Linked DNA regions of Triticum aestivum: region 1 is linked to region 2. A link is a contact called in public Hi-C data. All regions are on one chromosome and are shown on one strand. Each heading gives the region's core, a stretch centred on a gene start, on an enhancer-like site or on the middle of the called end of the contact. The rest is flanking DNA. Distances are from core to core; before and after follow the strand shown.

Region 1 (6,182 bases), core at 3,123-5,622, 730 kb before region 2:
ATGCTCTAAGGGCCTGTTTGGATTGTGACTATCTTTGTCATAATTTATCATATTATTTTTGCTACACTTGCCTAACTTAAGTTGCTTAAATTCTTAGCCACATATTGACTTGTTTAAGGAAATCTTGCCATATTTTTTGTGTCTATAACGTGTGGGGCTTACTGCTTATTAAAAAAATTCTTGACTTTGTTGTGGCAAAAACTGAACACCTATCTTTTTCAATAAAGGGCGCTTTTAATATCTCAAAATGTCACATCAAGCGGATACAAAGCATTATTAGTAACACTCGGCCTTTGGATAACTAGGATGCACACTGCTAATCACCTAAAGTCTGATAAAAAGAAAGAAAAAAACCGACAAATTGGCGATAGTAGAGTCATATAGACCGACACTATGCATATGTCGAAAGGGGTGATGGACCGATCTGGAGATTATGCTGCCACCCATGTTGGATAAAAACCTCCGTAGTCATCTGCTCCAACCGCGTACACACCGCCTTGAAGAGCGGTTGGTACTCCACTCGTTGTAGCGTAGACCACGTATGAAGCGAGTGCGTACAACGGAAAGTAACCTGCAAAGGAGAAGCATTTTTGTCATTGAAAACTAAATTATTTCTACATAGCCAAAGCAACCATAGTAAGGCATACGCACCCACCCTTATTAGCGTTTTCAACCTATTTGGAATACCTTCCAACCAATGACCAAAAATATTGACGACACTTCTGGGTGGATACAAATTTGATGCTATTTGGTTGAGTGACCACATAGAATGTGCAAACTTGCATTAGAAAAAGAGGCGTTTGATTGTCTCTTCATGAGTACAAAAATAACACTTCTTACTCCCTGACTAGTTGATGTACGAGGTTGTCTTTGGTTAGAACAACTCCCCTCCAAAGATACCACATGAAGATTTTTAACTTTTAGTGGAATCTTTGACTTCCAGATTTTCTTGTTATTACTCATCGGTATCTCAGAACGCGTGAGCGCACGGTACATAGAGTCTACTATGAAAGACCCCGATGTAGTAAGGTTCCAGCGAAACACATACCGACCTTGTCAAATTGATCAAATCCAGACGGGATAAAAGATTTTGCCATGGCGTAAGACGGGGGCCAATCAAATACCGCCTAAACGAAATATTGGGCGGGAATGAACTGAGCACATGCACAATAATTTTATTCTTATTGAGAACAATGTTGTACAAAGCTGGATATTGTGCTCGGAGACTGGCATTGCCTAGCCAGATGTCTTCCCAGAAACGAATCTCTGACCCGTTCTTTATCGCGAAAGACCAAAAGCGAAAGAAATATTTCTTTGCTACCATTAGGCCAGCCCAAAAATGTGAGTCACCAGGTTTTCACTATGCCTAACACACCGCCTTTTGGCCTAGATACTTGCTGCGCAACATGGTTAGCCAACCACCATCCTCAGTATGAAGTTTAAACAACCACTTACTAAGTAGGGTCTCATTCTTGACTTGGAGGTCATGAATTCACATGCTACCTTGGTCTTTTGTTCTACAAACCACACTCGATTTGGCCAACCTGTATTTTTTTTGTTCACCATCTCCTTGCCAAAAAAATATGGATCTAAAATAGTCCAGTCTTTGCAAGACCCCTTTTGGGAGCCGGAAGAAAGAGAGCATATAGAGAACCATATTTGTGAGGACAGAGTTAATCAAAACCAGCCGTCCTTCAACTGAGAGCAACTTGCCTTTCCAACTGCTCAAATGTTTCTCTAGCCGCACCTCTACATGCTTCCACTCCTCAATGGTGAGACACCGATAATGAATCGGTATTCCCATATATTTAACCGGGAATTGGCCATGTGCCCAACCGAACAGTTCAGCATAATCAACAACAATCTCAATGGCTTTTCCAAAGAAGAAAAGTTCACTTTTATGGAAATTAATTTTAAGACCCGACGTTTGCTCAAACACTGACAACAAGAGTTTCAGGTTTCCAACCTTATCTAGGTCATGTTCCATAAAAGAAAATGTATCATCGGCGTATTGCAGAATAGAGAGGCCACCATCCACAAGGTGTTGCACTACTCTTGCAATCCGGCCGTCCTGCTTGGCGCGCTCAATCAGAATAGCCAACATGTCGGCGACAATGTTATGTAACATTGGGGACATGGAGTCACCCTGTCGTAGTACTTTTTTTGTCTGAAAGTAATGGCCTACGTCATCATTGACTTTGATGGCCACACTACCTCCAGTTACAAAATTATGGATCCACTAACGCCATTTATCCGAGAAACCTTTCATCCTTAGGGCCTCTTGAAGGAAAGACAATTTGACCTTGTCATAAGCTTTTTCAAAGTCGATTTTGAATACGACTCCACTCATGTTTTTTCAGTGCATCTTGGTAGATGATTCTATGTATCCCCAACCGGATCGACCACGTGTTGTAACTGATCTTATATAGTTGGTTACCAAATAAGGTTAAAACCGACTTGATGAACTTGCGATACAAGTTTTATAACCCTGTATATGTACCAATCAATGAGATCAATCGAGATGTACACTTTAGCAGCCCGATCATATTGTATTACACATCTCATGGACGGTCTCATGCAGGATTACTATGCCATCGAGTATATTCCTTCTTTGCATGAAAGCCGTTTGAGATGGCCAGACAATATAGTCAGCTACTATGTTTAACCTATTCATAGCCACTTTAGTGAAAATTTTGAAGCTAAGTAAGCACTTAGCTTTTTTTAGAAAAGGAGGATGACCCCCGGTCTCTGCATCTGGGCGATGCATACGACCACTTTATTAATTATTCTTACAAGACTTTACAAAGCCAAACAACAGCAAGAATAAAGCCACCGTCTAAGCAACAATTGTTGCTACACCTATCCAATTGATGAAGGGGTGCAGATAGTCTGGACCTAATACCAAACAGACATTGTAGCCAAACCTAAATATCTAAGACCTGAGGTCCCAACCAGGACGCCTGCCTGGTATAGGGCACCTACCAGTCCGACGCACTCCTCAACCACAACGCCTACCGGGTATAAGGCCGCCGCAGCCACCTGCCACCAATCCATCTTCAGAGCTGTATTGTTGCATGTACCATGCCAGGTCTCTCTGCCATTGATGCCACCACGACGCCCGACAGCGTCGTCCTCCTGCGCGAGTCCATCCCCCACAACGAACTCCAAATCTGCACTGCGCCACGCCGTCAAGATCCGTCGCCATCAGTGTAGGATGAATCACCGCTCCACCAAAGAATCCGTCCTCTGGTCCCTCGATCACGTGTGTACCTCCAAGAATGACGCCCCCAAGGGAGGAACGACACCAGAGCGCCGCCGTCATCCGATCATCCGATCTAGGGTTTCCCCCGGAGGTAGCAAAGAGTGGCCTTGAGCTTCTCCACGACGATGCCTTCAAGAAGGGAACGACGCAGATAGCGCCGCCACCGCCGGCCTTAGCAGACGCCGAAGGCAAGTTTTCACCCAGATCAGTTCGAAGGGATCCAACTCTTGTGCACGGGCCGCCGTCACCACCAGCACCACCAGGCAGAACCATGGAGCACCGGCAGATCAGCGAGCCGCCGGCACCACCGCATCCAGATCGCCGGCCACGCCGGGCCGCCACCATCCCGCGCCGTCCGGGTCAGAGACGGAGCCGCCGACCGCGCACAGGGACCACCGCCGCCTGCACACGCCGAAGCGCCATCGCTTGCCGAGGCCCGCCACCGCGCGCCCCGAGCGGACTCCCACGCACACCAGGGGAAACCGCGAGCGTGAGCCCTGCCGTCGCCCCCAAGCCCGCGTGCAACAACCGCCGCGATCCGCCCGCGCCAGATCCAACGAGTCGTGGCAGAAGAGATCCCGCCGCCGCCGACGCCGACCGAGCTTTGCCCGGCGGCGCGTCCTGACGGCGGTGAGGAGGAGAGGTCGGGGATGGAACAAGGACGGGGCGGCGCCAGGGTTCCCCCGGTCGCCGCGCAGGGACGACACGGGAGGAGTCCAAGCCGGATGTGGTCGGCCGGGAGGAGTAAACACTTATCTAACTTGATCAAACTTGCATAAGGAAAGACATGACAAGGTGTGGCTAGAAAGTACATAGAAACCAAATGGCCCCTAAGTGTAAGCAGCAGCACTCGTCGTCGTTTGCACCTGGTGCAGAGCTACAGTCTCACGCACATTGCATGCCCCACATTCTGTATATTTAGAGCTGCTTCATCTTGAGTTTTGCTTTTATCAACTTATTATGGAGGTTTTTTCTCTGTGTGTGTGGATACGGGGGTGCGTGATGAAGATAGTGTGCGCCGCAACCAAATTATGTAGGCATCGGACAGTTGATGACAAGCACTGTTTGGCGGAGAGCGACGTTATTCGAAACTGATACGCGACGGGACTCCAAATTGTGCATACATTAGATGCATCTGGGGCTTGCTGATCTGACCAGTCACCCTCCTCGTCTCTTTCGTGATAACAGCTATCGATACTTGATGTTGATCGATGGCAAATTTGGAGATTTGTGTTGATAATCAGTCCCCATCCACTGTGTTCCATCACGGGCCGTACATATGTATTTTCAGGCACACACGGTTGGAGATCTATACTAACCTTCAATTGGAGGTCAAATCGTACGTGAAAATCAACCTAACATTTGCTATGGTCTGGCTCGATTTGCCCCTAACTTGGTTCGTTGCCATTTTCCGCCGTCTTAATTTCCTCCTGCCAACACATATCCTGGCAGCGGCACTGTTCAGAATTTATGGTCAGCGAGCTCAGCTGCTGCTAAACAGCGGGATTGATTCCGTGTTGGGCTCTGCTGATGCCTGCGTAGCGATGACATAAATCCCCAACAGCTAGCCCCGGTCAAATCCGCCATCAAGGTTAGCTCTCCGCTGTACGTCGTCTCAAACCAAATCACATTTGCTTCCTTCACGCGCGCGGGGTGATGAGCACCAGCTCTCTCCCCTTGCTAGCGGCATCTGCCGTAATCCCTCTCGCGGTGATCGAGCGATCCATCCATCTGCATTTGCCGGTGTCGATGGAAAAAGCGGGCGCAGTTCATAGAGCTTCAGAAATGGCGAACCAATACAAAGTCCCACTATATCTTTGTTTTCAGGCAAAATATAATAAGGGAACGACTAGGATTGACTGAGACTTAACCAAGTCTCAGTTGGCTGATGTCATCAACTGAAATCCTTTTTATCCACCCGACTGCAGCTTTTCTGGGCCTGGAAGTGTTATACTCGCTCCATCCTTGAAAGAGTGTAATTCCAAAGTTGGAAAGTTAAACTTTTTTATGTTTGACCGTATTTATACAATAATAGACCAATATTTATGCCATCAAATTAGTAGCATTAGATTCATAATAAAGTACATTTTTGTCATAAACCTATTTGGTTTCACAAGCATGACATATTTTTGCACAAATTCGGTCAAACTTTGAGATAGTTTGGCATCCAATAAAGTTGGAAATACATTTTTTTTTAAGAATGGAGGGAGTACGTTGGTTTGTCTCTCTTTTTCTTTTTGGGCCGGATGTGTTACACATTGATGGCCTGGACGTGTCTAGATTGATTTTCTTTTTTTATTTGACTCTTATTGGCCTCTAGTGCGGCTGAGCTGGCATCATACACAAACAAGAGAAAGCCTATGATTTGTCTGAACATAAAAAATCAATGAAAAACAAGTAGAGATCTAATAGAAGTGTCCAGATATTTTTGGAGAAAAAAAAATTAGAGAACGATTTTCTCTCTATGCTTTTTTTTTCTAAAGCAGGAAGATGTTTTTCTCCTGCAAAAAGTGTGGTTGTGGTTTCATTTTTTGTTCATTTTTTGGTTGTTCCTTGATAAATGTAAAAAAAGTGTTCCCACATTTAAAAATATTATCTTGCAATTAAGGAATGTTCATCATGCATTTTTTAAAGTTCAAATTATTTAAACATGTTCTTTTTTATTTAATAAAAGTTCAAATTGTATCTGGAAATTTTCATTGTGTGTTTGAAAAAACATTAACTTGTTTTCAAAAAAATAATAGTCATGTCTTTTATAAAACTTTAACTTGCATTTAGAAAAAAGAATCATCGTGTATTTAAAAAGATGTTCATGTGGAAATAAATAATAACAATAAGATACCCCTAGTTGAATGCGAGTGGTACGATGCATGGAGTTGCCTGTGGAGGGACAGACAGGCAATTGGCGGGTGTCACTCTC
Region 2 (5,729 bases), core at 1,297-3,796:
CGGCAAGTCTCTTTACTTGTTCCATAATGCATCATCCCATAACTAACTCATTAGTCACATTGCTTGCAAGGCTTATAGTGATGTGCATTACCGAGAGGGCCCAGAGATACCTCTCTAATACACGGAGTGACAAATCCTAATCTCGATCTATGCCAACCCAACAAACACCTTCGAAGACACCTGTAGAGAATCTTTATAATCACCCAGTTACGTTATGACATTTGATAGTACACAAGGTGCATAAACTCTTAGTCAGAGGAACATGTATAAGTCATGAAGAAAGCAATAGCAATAAAACTTAAAGATCATTATGCTAAGCTAACGAATGGGTCTTGTCCATCACATTATTCTTTAATGATGTGATCCCGTTCATCAAATGACAACACATGTCTATGGTCAGGAAACTTAACCATCTTTGATTAACGAGCTAGTCTAGTAGAGGCATACTAGGGACACTCTGTTTGTCTATGTATTCACACATGTACTAAGTTTGCGGTTAATACAATTCTAGCATGAATAATAAACATTTATCATGATATAAGGAAATATAAATAACAACGTTATTATTGCCTCTAGGCATATTTCCTTCCTTCTATGGGGCCTTGCCTCCACCAGCCGCCGCGTTGACCACTGGACACCACCAGGAGGGTTGCCTCCAACGGTATTTCCAGGGGGATTGGTTATGTGGGGTTCCCGTTGTGGAAGCGTGTACCCAATAGTAACCACTGTAGGGCTCGTCTATGGACGCCGAGGTCTATGGTGCTATGACATGTGTGCGTCAGCCGAGACCAGCTACCACCTTCAGGGGGGTCGCCGGCTCCTCCATGCGGTGGAAACAAAGACTCTTCTATCGGCCAGCAGGTCAGACACAAGGGATGTGCCCGCAGTGACACCTCTAGCCATCGACATCGAGACACGGTCGACGGCTAGGGAACGGTGCGAGACATTATAGTCTACATGAAGGATACCGGAGGAGCTCCCTCGGGATCATGATGGATGTTGTAGCTTGTTTCTCTCTGGTGTGGAGTGGCAGCAGCCCGATCTGGACCGCATCGTGGGCAGCCTCATGTTGGCCGTAGCAATGAGTTAAGGTGGGAGGACGCCCCACCATTCCGCTAGTGTCTTGAAGTCTGACGTGGAGTACTGGTGGATGCAATTATCAAATGATCCGTCTTGAAGATGCTGATTGAAATGCCACTTCATTCTGGGGAAAACTCTTGTCCTGACCTTCATCAGTCGGGCTCAACAACGACGAACTCGTGCCACTACGTTGATGAAGATGTTGTCTACTTGCTATTGCACCGGTCTTTATTGGCTGGTGTTGGCAACCAGGATGAGAATCTTTGTCCAGGCCGTCTTCAGTCAGGCACGATGACACCATCTCGAGAATATTAATTGCTAGTTGATGGCGTTGTTGCGGAATAATTTGACTTAATTGCAGATTTTGTTTTTCACATTTTGTAATGGTTCAGTCGTGGTTGTCTTTATTTTTGCACTCTTCTTTTCGATGTGCATCACATTGATGCAAAGGCTCATGGTTTAATCTCCTTTTCGAAACAAATAGTCAACAAAATCTCTGGAAAATGAGCAAGTTGTTTCTAGGGTAAATGTTGGAGTTTTTTTTCTGCACGTGAATAAAAAACATTGTATTTCGTCTTACCGTGTATGCTAGGCTGGAATGGACCCTGCTTTCTCTTTTTTTTTCTGAACGGCGAGATTTGTTTTCAGTGGCTGATAGGTTCTGCTCCAGGAGAAGGAACGGCAACGCAAACCATGTCCCCGATTTTTTCGAACGGCACCAGAAAAGGCAAATGATTCGCCAGACAGACGCCCGCACGTCGCATCAACCATTGGTACCCAGGGACATGATTCGCCAGAAAGAGCGCGCGAGGCTCCGAAGAAGAAATAGGAAGACACCGCATTTATCGCCTGGATCCAGCCAGAGCCGCCGCTGTTGCTGTTCATCACCGGCGGGCCGCGCGCGTACCTGCCCTCGCCTGTGAGAGAATCAAATATGATTTGATTTGAGACGACGTACAGAGGTGAGCTAGCTGCTAGCCTTCATGGCGTATTTGACCGGAGCTGATAAAACCGCTGTTCGCAACGGCTCGAGGAGTGGGCATAAATTCTGAACAGTGCCGGCTCCAGCTTGCTGTCACGGGAGTGCTGGCGGCTTCATTATACACAAAAAGTCGTGAAGATATGTTGGCAAGAAACATGGCAACGAAGCAAGTTAGGGCAGATCAAAGCCAGACATGCACACAGAAAGGTTAGGTAGATTTTCAGGTATGATACCCTTTTTTCTTCATCTCCAACCATATGTTCCTGATACATATATACGGCCAGACGCAGATGGTTCAGGTGTGCACGGAACGGATGTTGACTAATTATGAAGACAAATCTAAACCAGTTCCCATCGATCAGCATCAAAATATCAATAGCTGTTATCACGAAAAAGACGACGATGGTGACTTGTCAGATCAGCAAGCCCCAGATGCATCTAATGTATACACAAATGTACACTCTGGAGTCCCTGTCACTCTCCGCCAAACAGTTGCGCGATGCCGACATATTCAATTGCAGCGGACTGCGGACATACATTATCGAAAAAAAAAAGCATTACATACTCGCATGCCAAAAAAAACTGCCTCCATAAGAGCATCTACAGCCGGACATCTCAAACCCTCTCTCATACGCATGCAGACGTGCACGGTGAGTGACCGGACATCAGAGAAGAAAAAAGTGACCCAACCAGACTGCTCATATCATCCCCATATGTCCAAGCTATCCGTAAACCCTTATATCGAAAAAAAACTATAGAAAGGATATGAGGACTCGCCCGGCCAGTCCCCTACGTAGGACGCGACCCTATCCCGAACCACGTTCTTTCTTTCTATATTCATTCTTTTTTTTCTCTCTCTTCATCTTCACCGATCAAGTGCAAGTGCTCGGTCATATAAGGAAGAAAATAAGAAGTGTGGCTACATGGACGTGCAAATTAGGGCTCAAAATGGACATGCCCGGTCACTGACCGGGCATATCCGTGGGAGTTTAGGGGGTCATATTTGCTAAGTCTGACTGAGCATCTACAGTCGGGCGTCCCAAACCCATCTCAAACACCCGGCAGACGGCATGATTACTGACCCATCACAAAAAGTGACCCAGCCGGGCTCCTTAAACTGGCCTCAAAGCCCTTAGGCTGACCGACACCCCTCATATCCAGGTGCGTCTGTCACGTCGGATTCAACAGTTCTACCCCGCCAGAAATTGCACAAAGTCGACCAAACTCCTCCGCCCGCCTCCCTCCTACTTTTCCCGCGTCCGAGCCTTCGCCGTATGCCATGCTTGCTTCCCACCCTCACCGCTGCCCTAGATGTCGTCCAGCCTGTCCTCGACCGCCGCGACAGAAACTGCATACGCCTCGTCCATCGGCGTCCCGTCCGTGGCTTCGTCGTGTAAGTCGGAGAACACCGCCCGAAGGAACCGGCGATTACGGCAACGAGAGAGGCAAGCGGCGGCGGCGCAGGCAATGGATGCGGATGCGGACATGGACGAGCAGCTGTCTCCTATGTCGCGCCCAGAACCCCTCGCACCCCATCCACTCATCCGCCGATAAGGATTGCGCCATGGGACCAAGTTGGAATGAGTTAATTGCACGGAAGTACCACAATTGGGGCATTGGAAGCAGATTGGTACCAAGTTTGGTAATTTTTACGTGTCAGTACCAAGTCTGGGGCTAACCGTTACAAAAAGGTCTAAACCGCGTATAAACACGTATTGACGGGGTATCTGACCAGCGGGGCACACCTGTCGGGTGCCGACGTGGCATGTAATTTGCAAAAAAAAAACCACACGCGATGGCGCCCGATCTGGATCGAGGGGCTCCCGTCGAGCCCGAGCTCCTTCGGCTCTCGTAACCACCGCCCCGCCCCGCCCCGGCCTCCGCCCCGCCTCGCCGTCGGCCGGCCACCGGAGCACCATCACCGTGGAATAGGACCAGGCCGTCCCCGCAACCTGCCTCTCTCCTTCTCTTCCTCCTTCCATTTTTTCTTCTCTCTCTCTCACCCGGAGCTCCCTCTCTTCCCCTTTGGACAGGAGCCCGACGGCAAGCCACCATTGATGGCCTCCCGTAGCTCCAGCCCGACGCGCCGCCTTGTTTCCCGGCCAATCCGCGCTGGAGAACCTCGGATCTGTCCTTCCCCTTCGTCCCTCGACGCCGGAGTCCCTGCATCGAGCCACCGCCTTCCCGTTGACCGCGACGCGCCAGCGCCCTACCTCGCCGGAGCCCGACGCCAAGCCGCCATGGATGTCCTCCCGTAGCTCCAGGCTCCAGCCTGACGCCTTCCCTCTTCTCCTCCTTCTGTCCCGGCTCCATGGGCGCCACCAGGAGGTTCCTCTTCCTCTCCATCCTCACCTAGCGTCACCGTCGTCCGCCGCCGATTCCCACCGCCACGATCCGCCCCCGGCTTCCCTGACCTCGGATTCGAGCTCCCCAGTGAGCCCTCCTCCATTCCCCTCTCTTTTTCCTCTTTTCTCGCTGCCGCAGCTCCCGCTCGTGTCCTCGTCATCGGCGTCAGGCAGGAGAAAGCCGGCGGGGACGGGTCGGCGCGGAGGGCCCGGCGACGGATGGGCACACGGGCACTGGAGGAGACGGGCGACGGAGGGAGGCGGCGGTCGCAGGGGAGCTCAGGGCCGGCGAAGGAGGGAGCCAGCGACGACTGTGGATGCGTTGTGGGGGGCGGCGTCGTTGTCTCGAGACGGCGACGGCGATGAATCGTAGCCCTCTTTGTTTCGATTGGATCTAAATGGGGATGGGGATGGGAGGGCATTTAAAGCAAAGGGGTTTTCAGCAAAAAACATGCCACATCAGCACCTGACAGGCGGGCCCCGCCGGTCAGATACACCGTCAATACGCGTTTATACGCGATTTAGACCTTTTTGTAACGGTTAGCCCCAGACTTGGTACTGACACGTAAAAATTACCAAACCTGGTACCAATCTGCTTCCAATGCCCCAATTGTGGTACTTCTGTACAATTAACTCAGTTGGAACAGTGGAGCATGTAATTAGAGCGTCAGCCTGTAGCTCTGTACCAGGTGCAAACGACGGCGAGTGCTGCTGCTTATTACACTTGCAGGCACAGACTCATCACTCCATATGCATATCTGCTGCATGCATGGCGATCTAAACCGACGAGGACTCGTCGTAGACGACGGACGGATCTGCCTGCTCTCCTGGCTCCTGCTGAGCTCAGAGTATCTCTCTCTCTCACTTTCTCTGGAACCCCGTGCTCTCATGGGTTGAATACTCGCGCTCTAATCAACTTCTTTTTCTCACTTTTCCCCTGCCGATCCATCGACTGACTGAACGTTAAAAGAATGGGATCACTTTTGGACAGGCAAACGTGTAGTATTGCCAAAGGCTTTTATGGCGATGTGATCGGTGACTGCAGGCAGGCAGCGGGGCGGGCGAGTCGCCGGTGGCCGCGTGGGGCTAGGTCCGCCGTGTCGCCCGCCGCCCCGACATGGGCGTCCAGGTTCTCGCCGAAGGTTTGACGAGGTTGCCCCGGCTGGCTGACTGGCCATTGCTCACCTCCCAGATTGACGGTGACGGACAGATGGATGGCTCGCCTCTACGTCCGTCCGTTTGGACCAGGTCTTGCTTGGTCCTGAGGGATAGATGGATGGCTTCCGTGCACGCACTGTGGCGAGGGCTGCATCTCCTTGCGC

The links. Hi-C and Micro-C count contacts between places; a contact is called where the count stands out from the background.
Region 1: a Hi-C map of leaf shows a contact between it and region 2, with 4 times the contacts expected there. The contact joins two enhancer-like sites. A contact is called at or near these places in 2 of 5 Hi-C or Micro-C datasets (both in leaf).

What each region holds. Positions count from the first base shown.
Region 1 is chr7A:667,210,286-667,216,467 of IWGSC CS RefSeq v2.1, reverse strand. No RefSeq gene overlaps it. Among protein-coding and RNA genes, the nearest start is that of LOC123149104, 190 kb to the right of the region's middle. Within about 2 kb of position 4,372, at least 1 of the 8 cell types and tissues checked has an H3K27ac peak or open chromatin away from gene starts, as enhancers often do. A contact at or near this core is called in leaf, where this site is marked.
Region 2 is chr7A:666,481,503-666,487,231 of IWGSC CS RefSeq v2.1, reverse strand. No RefSeq gene overlaps it. Among protein-coding and RNA genes, the nearest start is that of LOC123154449, 110 kb to the left of the region's middle. Within about 2 kb of position 2,546, at least 3 of the 8 cell types and tissues checked have an H3K27ac peak or open chromatin away from gene starts, as enhancers often do. A contact at or near this core is called in leaf, where this site is marked.